Linked DNA regions of Mus musculus: region 1 is linked to region 2. Evidence: chromatin contacts called from public HiCAR-type data. All regions are on one chromosome and are shown on one strand. Each heading gives the region's core, a stretch centred on a gene start, on an enhancer-like site or on the middle of the called end of the contact. The rest is flanking DNA. Distances are from core to core; before and after follow the strand shown.

Evidence for each region. HiCAR-type assays count read pairs that join an accessible place to other places.
Region 1: a HiCAR-type map of fibro-adipogenic progenitors shows a contact between it and region 2, with 2.7 times the contacts expected there. The contact joins two enhancer-like sites. A contact is called at or near these places in 4 of 484 Hi-C or Micro-C datasets (bone marrow-derived macrophages, growing oocytes and uterus), 1 of 115 datasets of contacts at active chromatin or transcription factors (fibro-adipogenic progenitors) and 1 of 9 other capture datasets (embryonic stem cells).

What each region holds. Positions count from the first base shown.
Region 1 is chr1:161,593,618-161,600,279 of GRCm38.p6, reverse strand. It overlaps the pseudogene Gm5704. Among named protein-coding and RNA genes, the nearest start is that of Gm31815, 5.5 kb to the right of the region's middle. Within about 2 kb of position 1,924, at least 9 of the 459 cell types and tissues checked have an H3K27ac peak or open chromatin away from gene starts, as enhancers often do. A contact at or near this core is called in fibro-adipogenic progenitors, where this site is marked.
Region 2 is chr1:161,460,534-161,467,648 of GRCm38.p6, reverse strand. No RefSeq gene overlaps it. Among named protein-coding and RNA genes, the nearest start is that of Tnfsf18, 31 kb to the left of the region's middle. Within about 2 kb of position 3,723, at least 58 of the 459 cell types and tissues checked have an H3K27ac peak or open chromatin away from gene starts, as enhancers often do. A contact at or near this core is called in fibro-adipogenic progenitors, where this site is marked.

The DNA.
Region 1 (6,662 bases), core at 675-3,174, 130 kb before region 2:
AGTCGAATGAATCCATGGCTCCCCACAGCGGATCTTGATGAAAGCAACAGTCCATGGTTCTAAACAGTTTATTGGTTGTTTCATGGTTGGAAATGGATGAATAATGTTCCATACCTACTTCTCAGGGTAGACCTGAAATTAAATACCTTTTGCAGGGAGGAATGTCTGGAAAGGGAAGCTTATTGGCTAAGCCCTCTGGGCTTCTAGGTACCTCATTAGCACGTAGAACTCTGTTTTGGGCCTATGTGACCATAGGACACATTTCTTTTATATGAGGAACATGATATATATTCCAAGTCAGGAGTCTGGCAGGGAGCTGGAGTCGCCTAAGTCTCAGGTGTGTGCCCACAGAGTCTCCAGGTCTCACCAAGCTCTACCTTACCAAACTTCCTGGCATGGTTTTACGTCTCACAGCATGTTAGTGAAGGAGCTGTTTAGATGATGCAGCCTAGTCCTTCACGCCAAGTCTATATGTTATAGCCCACTGCTCCTGGGCTTCCAGTCTTCCTAGCCAGCTACTGTACAGAATACTATAGGCAATATTGAAACACGATGGAAAATATTTGTGTATGGTAAGCATATTTTCTTTCAACATTTTTTAAAAATTATTTTTATTTTTGTGTGTCTGTGTACCTGGTGTGTGTGTGTATGTGTGTGTGTGTGTGTGTGTGTGTGTGTGTGTGTGTGTGTCTGTTGGTTTTGGTCAGTGTTTTATCACAGCAACAGCAACCAAGTAAGGTAGGCCTTGCTTGTGTGGAATTATTTGAGTTTTATTAACTGAGGTTGGAAGGCCCACTCTGACTGTGGGGGAGCCACTCAGTGGGCTGAGTCCCTGAACCGCACAAAAAGGGGGAAGCTGGCTAGACATAGCATCCATGCTTCCTTTTCCTTCCTTCCTTCCTTTCTTTCTTTCTTTCTTTCTTTCTTTCTTTCTTTCTTTCTTTCTTTCTTTCTTTCTTTCTTTCTTTCTTTCCTTCCTTCCTCCCTCCCTCCCTCCCTCCCTCCCTCCTTCTCTCCCTCCTTTCTTTCTTTCTTTCTTTCTTTCTTTCTTTCTTTCTTTCTTTCTTTCTTTCTTTCTTTCTTTCTTTCTTTTTTTCGAGACAGGGTTTCTCTGTGTAGCCCTGGCTGTCCTGGAACTCACTCTGTAGACTAGGCTGGCCTCGAACTCAGAAATCCACCTGCCTCTGCATCCCAAGTGCTGGGATTAAAGGTGTGCACCACCACTGCCCAGGAGCTCCATGCTTCTTGAGTTCCAATTCAGTGTGACCACTGCCTCAGGCTCCTGCTGTCACCCTCCCTGCTCTGATGGGCTGTACCTTGTGAGGTTAGCCAAATAAACCTTCCTTTCTTGAGGTGCTTGGGTTGAGGAGTATTTTGTCACAGCAACAAGCCACGTCACTAAGACAGTGTGCATGGGAACAGAGGATGTCCCTTACAATGGTGTGTGAGAAGGAAGTTCTCCAACAGTGAGTCACCTTTCTCCCTACTATTTCTACCAATAGTTTTATGATGATTTATTTTTTACTTTGTATGTATGAGTATTTTTGCCTGCATGTATGTCTGTGCACCATGTGCATGCTTCAGGTCAGATGGAGTGGAAGTTACAGAGTTATGAGCCTCTATGTGAGGGTGTTGAGAATTGAACCCTAGTCCTTTGGAAGGACAGCCAGTGCTCTTAACTAGTTTTAATGCAGAAGGAATAAAACAAGAAGGCTGTAAAACCAACGAGCAGCCTGCAAACAATCCTGCTATAGCGGGTGCAGTCTGTCCCAGGGTTGGGATAAAGAACTGCTATCTTCCAGCCAGAGGGATGAGATAGTGGAAACAATGAACTCTCACTTCCAGATCAAGACAAGCAAGCAGTGGTCAGCCATATCCTGGAAGGACTTGGCAAACTCACTCAGTGTCTGCATGATCTGTTCAGAGACTGGGGCAAGGTCAATGTTCACATGGCTCTCTTGAGCAGGGGAAAGCATCTGGGATGTAGAAAGGATGGAGAAAGCTGACTTTGTTCAGCCCGCCAGCCATTCCAGGCTTTTGTGCATGTTAGCCAAGGCTTTGAGGTCACTGACATCACAGAGAATATCTTGTGGAGGAATGAGTTTGTCACAAGGGTTTCCAATCAGGACTTCAGACTCCTTGCCAAAGGCTGCCCTTATGAAGTCTTCTTCCTCCTCCCTCGCAGGCCTTAGCTGTTTGGGCTGAACCATGTTAGTCCAGTTTGGCAGCGATTTCAAGAGTCTGCTGATACCATCATCTTTTGCCCAAGATACACTGATGACAAATTTCTCTTTGGACTAGACAATGACCCTGCTGGCTATGGAGCGCATGCCCTTGTATTCCTAGAGCTTCACACACACACATCATGTTGAGAAACTGATCTGAATACACACTCAAGTCATGCATCAGGTTCATAAGGTCATAACTGTCTTCTCCACGATGATTGTGCTCTGTAGAAGAGGCCTCGGCACTCCCAGAACCTTCATGGTGTCTGCATTAGCTAGGATCTTCAAGAGGGCTGAGTTTTTGGTGATGCCTTCAGTCTCCTTGTTGATCTCAGCCAAGACCTGATTAAGGAAGATATTCTTGATATACATGGTGAGAAACTCTCGAAAAGGACACTGTTTGGCAGACTCAATCTCTTGAATAAGTCTCAGCAATGGATGGAATGTGACGGTAATATTTCTGGCTCCTGGTTTGCAGACAAATTTTGTTCCTCCACCTTCAATTAAGTTGTCATCAGGACCACCTTGAAGTTCTCCACTCCGATTGTAGAGCTCTCTTCTCTCTTCTTGGAGATAGCTCATACTGATAACATGGGAGGATGATTCAAACTTGAAAAGAGAATTCTTTGGCCTTTGTGGTTTCTTCTTGGCAAAAAAAAAAAAAAAAAAAAAAAAAAAAAGGCTGCGAACTTTCCTCTAGTACTAGCAAAGCTTAGATGAGCTAATGGTCCTGAGGCGGTACGTGTGTTCTTCATATCCAAGTATTCAGTCAACAGCATCTGTAGCACGTCCTGGATCTTCACCCACACTTCGGCCATGTCATATAATTTGATCTCTTCCTGCTGTGTTAGCTGGGTCCCAACAGAGTCCTGAAGGACCACAGAGTTTGCAGTGGCTACAGCGTTAAACTTAGCAAACAACAGTTCCAGCAGTTCTGGAAGTAGCAATGGCTGTTGTCAATTCTGTATAGTGCTGAATGACCAGTTCATCTAGGTCACGGTCATACTTCTCATAGGCATCTTCAAGGCGACCTTTCTCATTTTCTCAGTCTTCAGCGTCATCACTGGTAGACAGGGTCCTGGTCACCGAGATGAGGAGTCCCGTAGGGTCTTTGCTCTAGCTGACTGTGCTTCTGTTATTACCCACCAGCTGCTTCTGCTGCCATCTTGATACGGGAGAGAGAGCCATGGGGTGAACATATCGAACCACAGAAAGTACCTTAAAATATAGTAAAAAGGGAAATTTAAAAGTCTATCTGTGGAGGAATGGAGGGAATTTACCATGTGTGAACTTTCCTGGAGTGGAAAGTGCTCTTGAGTCAATGAGTGAATGGCAAGTGAGTTTGAAGGACCTTATGGTTCTCTACCATAGGCACTGTAAAGTTAGGCCACACAATTTGTTTTAAATAGTTCCTCAGCAATATATTAGCCTGTGCTTACTATGAATTTACTACTGTTTAAACTTTAACTTTTTAATAAACTTTAATAAAACACAAATATGTTAGACATCTATACAAAAAAAAAAAAAAGGCAAGGCTGTAGTTTGCGCGCACATGGTGTGGGTAAGCAGAAGCAATGCTTTGTGTTGAAATGGACCCTGCACCCAGCCTACTGAGGAGAAGCCTCTGAAACCACAGTCAGCAAAAGTCAGTCTTCATTTTAATTGTCTGCATCAGGTCAGGTACTTTATCATAGTGGTGAGAACCTGGCACAATAAGCACATGTTATAATGCTAGAACTTATGGAGGCAATTAGGTCTCCTAGTGTATTGTGTAGCAATTTTCTCTGAGGTGAAAACTTTCCAATTAAGAGGAAAAGGTCTTAAGACAAAGGATATAAAGAGAAAGAGAAACAATTGGCTACTTTAGGATAGGGTGTGTTAATTCCACAGATATTCCACAGGGGAAAGACCACTGACCCAAATAGTGGCCACATTAGTTAAAGCAAGCTTTTCTTCATTTACAAGAGGAGCTGTCTTTCCCGAAAGGAGGTTTCAAGAGATCAACAATGGACATGAGGAAGATAAGGTTTAGTAGCTCAGGAGTAGGGGTTTCCAAGAAGGGCATTTGGCAATATCTGGCAAATAGGCCCAGTTAAAAAGGCAGAACATGCACATAACAAGTTGATCGTAACAACCTCCTGAAACAAGGACAAATTTGGAAGGTGGTCCTTACTGTTAGCATTTCTTCTAGGCTCCGCCCAACAGTTACCTAGCAACAGCCAGGCTTGCTGTTAAAGGACTGTTTGCGCTCTCGCTCTCTCTCTCTCTCTCTCTCTCTCTCTCTCTCTCTCTCTCTCTCTCTCCCCATGTGTTCCCGGCCAGCCTCTTCCCTTCTTTCTCTCTTCTCTCTCTTTCTGTCTTTCTCTGTCCCCTTCCTTTCTCTACCTCCACTTCCTTCTCACCACCTCAGCTTCCCATGCCCCAAATAAACTTCATTTTAGACTAGACCCTTCATATAGCTGGTACCTTGGGGGACAGAGTGCCTCAGCATGCACCTGCTAAGGCACCCCCTCCTGTTGCATCTTGTGCCACACTACAGAACGTATCACTAACAAGGTAGTCTGATCATAACATTTTGAAACAAAGCCATCATTGCTGTTTCCTAGAACAGGCAATAAAGAGTCATGTTTAGCTAAGGTTACAGGTAGAGCATAGCTCAGTCTGTAAGAAACAAAGATTTAATCACAAACAAGAATGAATCTCATTTGTTTTTACTATAAGATGGCTTTCAAAATGGAAGCAGATTGGTTTGTCAGATGTTTAACAAGGAGGTTAAACAACAGGACATTCTAGAGCAACAATTCTCAACCTGCGAGTCATGACCCTTTTGGGAGTCAAGTGAAACTTTCACAGGGGTCACATCCTGCATGTTATTATACTTATATTATTATTCATAACAGTAGCAAAATTACAATTATGAAGTAGCAACAAAAATAATTTTATGGTCAGTGTGTGTGTGTGGTCACCACAATACAAGGAACTGTATTAAAGAGTTGTAGCATTAGGAAGAACCACTGTTCTAGAGGGAGGTAAAACACTCAATCCTGAAAAACATTCCATTAAGACAGGAAGAAAGCAACTCAAAATAGCCTCAGGAAGTTCCTGAAACTGATCAGCTTCTCTAGACCCTGGCCTTCCCCAAGAGTATATAACCAGTAAAGGTTACCGAGAGTGACTTGAGAGAAAAAAAGTTGCACAAGAGACTTTTGAGACAAGTTCAGATGCCTAAGGAAGCAGAAGGCAGCTGAGCAGCCTGAAAGAAACAGGAAGCAGCCAAAATGCCCAGAAAAGATAAATATTAGCTGAGCCACATGGAAAAGACACTGTCCTAGAGCTGCCTGCAGATTGTGCAGTGTACTCCAGGTTCACAGCTTCCATCAGCTGTCACCCATGCTCTGGGTGGGCCCTGGTGGTAGAGCTGTCTTTGAGTCAATTGCATTCCTGTAACTAACTCATCACCTATATTCCTGAAAATAACCTCAATAAAACTCATTGATTCACCAAGGTAGACTTTGGGGCTGTCTGTATTTTGGCAGTCATCAGTTCCCTATATGAGTTTTCATTTCCCCAGGAAAAGTTGATCACACAGCAAACTGGTCTCATAGTAAATGCCTACAGTAGAGACGCAGAAATAAAAGATCATTCTCTACCCCCAGGAGTTCGCCATGACTAAGGAGACAGGCATGAAGGTGATAGTAGTCATTTGTAGGTGTGTTGACTTCTCTAGGAGAGACATTTGTTCTCCCCAAATAGCCACCAACAATAGATTAAATTAGCTGTTCTGCTCAAGCCTCACTTGGTGAGCCAATGAGTTTATCAGGATAACTTACAGGAACAAGGGTGAAGGACTGTTTACAGGAGCAGGAATAGTCCAAGAATAGCTTTGTTACATCAAGATTCCACCTCAGTGCAGATGACAACTTCACCATACCTGCTCAGGTGGAATTCCCCTCCAATTAATCTTCTAACCTCTTTGTCGTCTTGAATCTCTCAGGACCATGTGCAACCGGGCCAGAATTATGTGTAGTTGAGAAGGGGGACAGGAAGGAGTGGTTGGAGTCTCATGTGGGTGTCTAGTGATCCTCTCACACCCTTGATGATGGTTTCTTGGAGGTAATCACACAGTTGTTCTGAGTAAGGCGGTAGTGACTGCTATGCTTGGAGGAGCATCACACAACAGCAGGGTTGGAAACAAAATGAGCAGGTTCAAGATATGAGAGACCACACAACAATTAAGGAAATAGAAAGCATAAATTTGAAAGTGAACATGAGGAGCATAAGAAGAGTTGGAGGAAGGAAGGGGAAGGGAGGAATGATGTAATTTATATTTTAATTTCAGAAAGTCAAAAAATATATATTTTTTAAAAATGGCCTTGATATCATCTATTGAGTCTAGTTATCCAAGGCCTCTTACATATATCTCTTGGGTGTAGCCAT
Region 2 (7,115 bases), core at 2,474-4,973:
TAATGAAATCATTTTGCTGTCCAGATTTCACTTTTAGATGAGTGTTTCCTTAGTCAAACTTCTCCAAAGATTCAGCGCATCAGGCCTCTTTCGATGGACTTAGCACTTACGGTACAGCAGACACTGCCAGGACGCCACTCTTTTAAATCTGCACACTGGTGAGGGTTCTCTGCTTGGAGAAAGTTAGTGAGAAATATTTTCTGAGTTTATCTTACTGGTTTATAATTTAATCATTTCCTGTGAAGACTGCTCCCAAGTGACCCCCTGATGAGACAGACAGCTGGATTCAATTCACCTCTTCCCCTCCCCCTATCATTTAAAACTCTGGAAACTATTGAGAAAGAAACACACATATTTTCAGACCATTGCAATGCCTCAGGTTAACAGTCTGGAGGCCTGTAGCCCCAGAAGCAAGTTCCAGATTAACTCAAATAGTGCTATAACCTGACTTTCTGAACATGGTGGTCCCTTGTCCTTCTGGTTTAATTGTTGTTAGACTAATTTTTATTGTTTCCATTTTTTTTCTAAAAAGGAGCTGGAGCCAGGTGTGGCTGTAGGAAATGACCAGCCATGGGTAGAAAATTCCGTTCTCACAGAGGCTGAAAGAGAGGAATAAAAGCATCAGTAGCTAGGCTGGAGAGTGAAGACGAGCCTGCTCTCCCTGCCACTGTCTCTGGTTTTCTTTCTAAAGAATCCCCAAAGCTCACGAGTAGCTAGCTCTTTGCATTAGAAATTGTTGTTTTCTGTTTCTAGAGATTTATTTATTTATATTTTATACTTAAGACTGTTTCATCTGCATATATATACATATACCATATGGATGGCTGGTGCCCACAGATGCCCAAAGAGGATGCTCTATTTCCCAGAATTGGAGTTAGAAGTCATTATGAGCAGTCATGTGGGTGCTGGGAACCAAATGTAAGTCCTCTGAAAGAACAGCACATGCTCTAAACTGCTAAGCCATCTCTCCAGGAACGATTTATATGTTTTCTACCACCCCATTGATTCTCTCCAAGGCAGTATTGTGAAGGCTTCCTTGGGGGGAAATATCTATATGGTGGGTCTGGAAAGGCTCATCATGGAACAACAGTTGTGAGTTGAAGAAGTGGAAGAACCTTGCCACAACAGCCTAAGATGCATTCTGAGTTGTCAAAGATCTGTCACACCACAGATCTAGGTGGGCATGAGTTAACAAGCAAGTTTCATACTGACTTGACAAAGCTTTCAAAATGATCTGGAAGATCAGGAATAAATTTAGAATTCTTAACTCACTCACAACTGATATTAAAAAAAAATGTTCACAACTGATATAAAAAATGACATGACAAGAGCCAGCCTCTGTCACTATCCTACCCATTCTCTGTCTATCATTAGCTTCTTACCACATACTGAGGAAGGTCGGTGTAAATATACATATATTACACTAACTTACACATCCCAGCTCTGTCCACAGGCCCTCCCCCTACTTCATTCCAAACTGCAGCAAGCAGTGTGGCTACTTGGAGTCCTGGGAATGTACATACCACAATTGTTTTTTACCTTTGAAGGGTGGACACAAGGAATAGGCCCCTAAGCCCTGAAAGCAAGGAAGCCCAGGTGTCTATAAGGTCTGAAAAGGTATGGGTAGTTTATAACCACTTGACCATGCTAACTCTCCTACAGGAAAGGATGCAGCCTCAGGAAGGATAGCACGGAGCTCCAGCTGACCACATTGGTCCTGGGGCCCTGTGGTAGGTATACATGTTCCTCATCTCCCCCCACCCCAAGCAGAATCTCTTTTTAGTGGACCTCATCAGACTTCTAGACACTTCTCTTGATGTGTTTTGGTTTTGTTGTAGTTTTGTTTTATTGGGTTTGTTGTTATTGGTGATGGTGTTTTGGTGTTTTGTTTTGTTTTGTTTCCCCTAAGAAGAATCTAATGAGATATTGCTTTGAGGACAGCCAGGACTCAGCCTACATGGCCTCTACACATCCTGAAGACTAACTCAGGGAAAATAAGATGCTGGAAGCTAAATATTTAACTGATCTAGGTTAGCTGCTGAAGAAAAGCAACAAACCATGGGGACATGGGAGACAGATGGGAAGAAAGGACACACCTGCATGGCAAGGTTGGAATCTTCTAAGGTTTTAACCTTGGACAGGAAATTGCAGCTGTGACACTGATAGATGCTAAAGGTTATTTTCAAAAACAAATGTAGTCCATTTTAATCAGCGATGCTAAAGGAAAGGTTGGATCATCTTTGCACTGTCTCTAGAGAGTGTTGTCATAGTAACAGCTGATCAGAGTGTACAGCCATGGAAGTATAGACAGCCAAGTTTATCGTGTTCTTAAAAGTGCTGGACAGTATTTCAGTCCGTTTGTAAGAGATATATTAGTTCTTCTTCACATGGCTGTGACCAATCCCGAGTAAGAAAAGAGCATAAAGGAAGAAGGGATTATTTGAACTCACAGTTTAAGAGACACAGTCCATGGATGGAGAAGTCATGATGGCAAGGGCATGAGGAGGCTGGCCACACTGAGTCCACCATCAAGCCATGAAGCAGGGCCAGTCTGCAAGCCCTCAAGGCAGGTCTCAGTGACCTACTCCCTCTATCTCCTACTTCCAAAGCAGTACCACCAGGCAGGGACCAACTGTTCAGACATATGAGCCCTGTGGTTGGCATTTTACACTCAGATCACCTAAAAATAGGAAAAAAAAAAGAGCACAAACTATGAACATAGTTGTTACCTCCTCTCTTGTCACCAATTCCTGAAGAATAAGCATTAGCCATCTTACAGCACCCAGATCCCACCTGGTCTACATTAGCCAAGTGGTCCTCAGCATCAGCAATTGCAAGATGGCACACAGAGAGATTTTTTAAAAAACTGTTCCAAAAGGCATGTGCCTAGTTCTTGGTGGAACCAGTGATCCCAGAGAAACATAGGTCCTTTCTTTAGATTTTTAGTCTCATTAATAAAAGAATTTAAGAATGGGCTCAAACAAAAGTATAAGGATAGTTTTGTTAGAGAATAAAAGAAAAACCTCCTAGGGTAGGCAAAGTGTGCATCACAGCAGTTGCCCAGAGGAGTGAAATGGAGAGGAGAATGGAAAGCCACACCACAGGACTTAAGTTGGCTCCAAGGTCAGCCACAGAGGGGAAGGGGGACCTTAGGGCTAGAACAGTGAAGTACTAGAATAAGTTCCTTGAGTTCTAGCTAGCATCTGTAAGGAAGAGACAAAACAAAGAAAAGTTGGACTTCTCTGAGTTTCAGAAAAGTGGACAGATCCAACAAATCTCATGGCACTTTATAGTGACTGCTCTGGAGGCAGGAATTCTAAGAAGCGAAAGTGTATTCCTCCTTAAGTCACTTTAGCATGACTTAAGGTAAAACTGCCTTCTGAGGGTGGGAGTGGAGAGTGAAGGGTGGAGGGGGGGGGTCACTTCCCTCCTTAAAAAAATCAATTAAGTGAATAGAAGCTGAAGCACTAATTTACTCTCTGGGGCTTTCTCCAATCAATGTGACTTCAAAAAAAAAAAAAAAAAAAACAACCTCAAACATACAAGGGTCTTGCCCCTCCTACTGAGTACTGATGCCAGTTGTGGCCACTGACAGAAAATCCCCTCAGACTGTTCTATCCACCTGGGCTGGCCCAAGTTGTTTGCCTCACTGTTGATCCCAGCCCCACTTACATCACTAAGAAGAGGAAGCCCCAGAGGAATTTTGTCTCAGACAGTTTCTCTGCCAATGCTGTTAGTTGGGGCTTTTAAAAGCGAAACCAACCATCTGGCTTGTTCCCTGGCTTGCTGCATTCCTGAGCCACAGCTGCTTGCTCCATCAGCCAAGCAAAGAAGAAAGCTTTGGCCTAATGGTGATAGACAATTTTCTACTGTGGGGATTTAAGAATTCCAGTTGCCCCTCACATTTGTTGACATGCCTTCAATTCCCTCAACTTCCTGGGCCTTTGGTAGCCAGATAAAGCTTCATCGCCCTATTACTCAAATGAAGATGTGAGGTCTGGCTCCTGGACCTGGAATTAAATGCCTAGATGATTCTAACACTGCCAATGTGGCACCAGACACTGCCCAGCTGTGAAAGAATACCCAAGACAGGCTGTGAGGCTGCAGTCATCTGAGGATGTAAAGCAAGGCATTGTGACTATAAACTGTGTGAGACTGCTCAGAGCTGCTTCTGGCTTCCCTCTTCCTTCCCAGAACTCAAGACTACCCTAAAAATCTTTGCTAATCCTGAATACCAATGCTATCCACTCCTGTTACCATTCTTTGCCTCCCTTGATGGTCATTCCTACAAGCAAGATTGATTTCTTCTGATACTGTACCCCACCCTGCTTCTATGAGGAAGAATTTCCTGTTCATCATGGCAACAGCCTTGTGCCTTTGCATACTGTAATATAAGCCCTGCACAGGCACTATTTAGTTTTCCTGGACTCTCGTGACTCCTCTTTGATGTCCTTTATAGTTTTCCTTCTAAATAACAAGGAAAATGAGCAAATATCTTTTATTCCACATTGTATTATCAAAAGGCTCCCATAACAGCCAGACTTCTCCCTGCACTCTGTTCCCAGAATATGAAGTAAGATAGAAAAATAGGGGAAAGTAAGAGAACTTGGAAAGGGAAAGCACCTCTTCCCAGGATCAACTGTGTGTGTGTGTGTGTGTGTGTGTGTGTGTGTGTGTGTGTGTGTGTGAATGTGTGTGTGTGTAAGCCCCGATTCTTCAGGAAAACCCAGGAGAGCTCAAGAACTGCAAAGTCTGCTGCAATTTGCATAGGAGTCCTTTATTGCAAGTCTTGACTCAGATAGAAAACCTTCCCACAGCATAGGTCCGGAGTGCAACCCCAAGCTCAGGTGTCTTAACGCTTATATAGAAATTCCTTGAATGCTTAGGGTGAAGGGGAGGGGAAGCAGGTGAGGTAAGTCATAACTCAGACACGATACCATTTGATAGAGCAGAATCTCGAGTCTGAGAGGGGGATTAAAGATGGTCTTTTGTGGGGCTATCAGGAACTATCTTTATGGTTGTCCATAACTGTCTGTGACCTCTGATTACCTCTTTTCTATGATTTAAATGTGGGCCCCTAGTCTCCTCTCTTCAAGGATAGGCACCAGCTGCACCTGGTTATCTAGGAGGGTGCTGGCCCAGGTGCCACTGAAGCTGAGGAGTTTTTGTCATTTGTCTTACTCAGGCTGGCACCCATGGCTTCTTGAGTCCACTTAGAGCAGCCAGGGAGGTGGAAGAACCCCCAAGTTTGCTGCAAGGTGGGAGGGGGCAGGGGTGGGGGAAAGCAGAGCTTCTGAGGGAAAATGCAGAGGCAAGCCACAGAAGCAAGCCTCACTGCGCTTGCTGTGACAGAGCCTAGGGAGAAGGGGACTTCTGCAGGAGAGTGTAGAAACACACCACCTGTGTACCTTGTGTGTGTGTATGTGTGTGTGTGTGTGTGTGTGTATGTATGTGTATGTATGTGTATGTATGTGTATGTGTGTGTATGTGTGTGTATGTGTGTGTATGTGTGTGTTTATGTATGTGTATGTAAGTGTATGTATGTGTATGTATGTGTATGTGTGTGTATGTGTGTGTATGTGTGTGTGTATGTGTATGTATGTGTGTGTATGTGTGTGTGATGTGTGCTGTGTTGTATGTATGTGTGTGTGTTTCTGACCTAGAATCAAAAACTTTCACCCAACTAACATAAATCAAGATTACCTACAAAGGCAGTATTCTTTTCCCAAGTGGTTGCTCAAACAAGAGTATTAAATACAACAAATAGACTATTATACTTGAGACCAGAATGTCTAGTGCCAGGGCCAACCCCTGGCGGGTCTTCTTTCTTGTTTGGTTCTTCTTGAGGCAGTGGAGGGGGAAGAACATTGGTGGGGTAAGACTTGGTCTTAGGAGATATTTAGAATTGCTGTGTAATAATAAAACATTTCTCTACCTTAAGTCACTTTGCCGTGGTAGCTGACCTGCCTGTCTGAGTTCCTCTGAGGCCAGTAACTGTTTAGCAGTTCATCATAAAATAGCAGATTAAGTAAAAAGATTTCTTGCTGCTGCTCTTTTCTCTGGTGAATCAGCCAGAAACCTCTCTGGATAAAATGGTTAACTCTTTGTGAACCAGAGAGGAAGGAAAGGAAAAGAATTGAGATGCTGTATATAGGCAAATATGCACAGACATATATTCCTTCAAACATTCATATACCCATACTCTGGCTGGGCCTGACTGTCTGTCACAATCAAATCCACAAGTATTTATGCACACTTATATATATACACATATACCTACACACAAACATATATTCAAACAGACATATACATTTGGATGGCTGGATAGATAGATGGGTGGGTGGGTGGATGGGGCAAAGCTCCCCAAGCCAAACCATTATACCAACAACTTTATTTCTTTTCTCTGGTCTTTTTATACCTTCCTAGTCAGAAAAGTTCTTTAAAAGATTACTTCAGAGATAAAATGTTACATAAAATGGGCATTACAGAAGGATGTTGATATTAAGTTCAAAGCAGTATTTCATTATAATATACTCATTAAAAGTCCAAGCAACAGTTTCTTATGGCCTTGCCTTTTCATAGTGCACACCTGTGACTTCACCCTTGAGCCTAAATGCTGTTCCTTAAACACAAAATTGTCCCTAGTCTACTTCTCTTTTTAGTGTGATTATGAAAGCTTTTTGTTTTTCTTATTATGTTGCCTTATTTACTATTATGAGGAGTGATCACATTCTATTCTTGATTCTAAATTTATTCATCTTTCTGGAAACTAAGATCATCTCTAAAAAAAAAACTTTCTTCTTAAAATTATTTGAATCAAATCAGGGATTCTATAGAATTATTATCTATTTGTCTGTATAGCATTACTACAAGATAGTATATCTTTGTTGCTCTGTAGAGATCTGCTAAAAAGGGTGGGCTAATGCCTAGTGATAGTTAGGTAATTATTAATAACAGGAAAATGAGGAATCTTTCCTAAAATGAATTTCTCCTGGGCCTTACCTATCAGAGAAAATCTGTCATGGATTTAGTCCAATGTGGACTCATCTCAGGAAGATCATTAGTGTCTCCTATGATGGCTCCTGACAACCTAGGATGTTTGAGTTTAACTACAT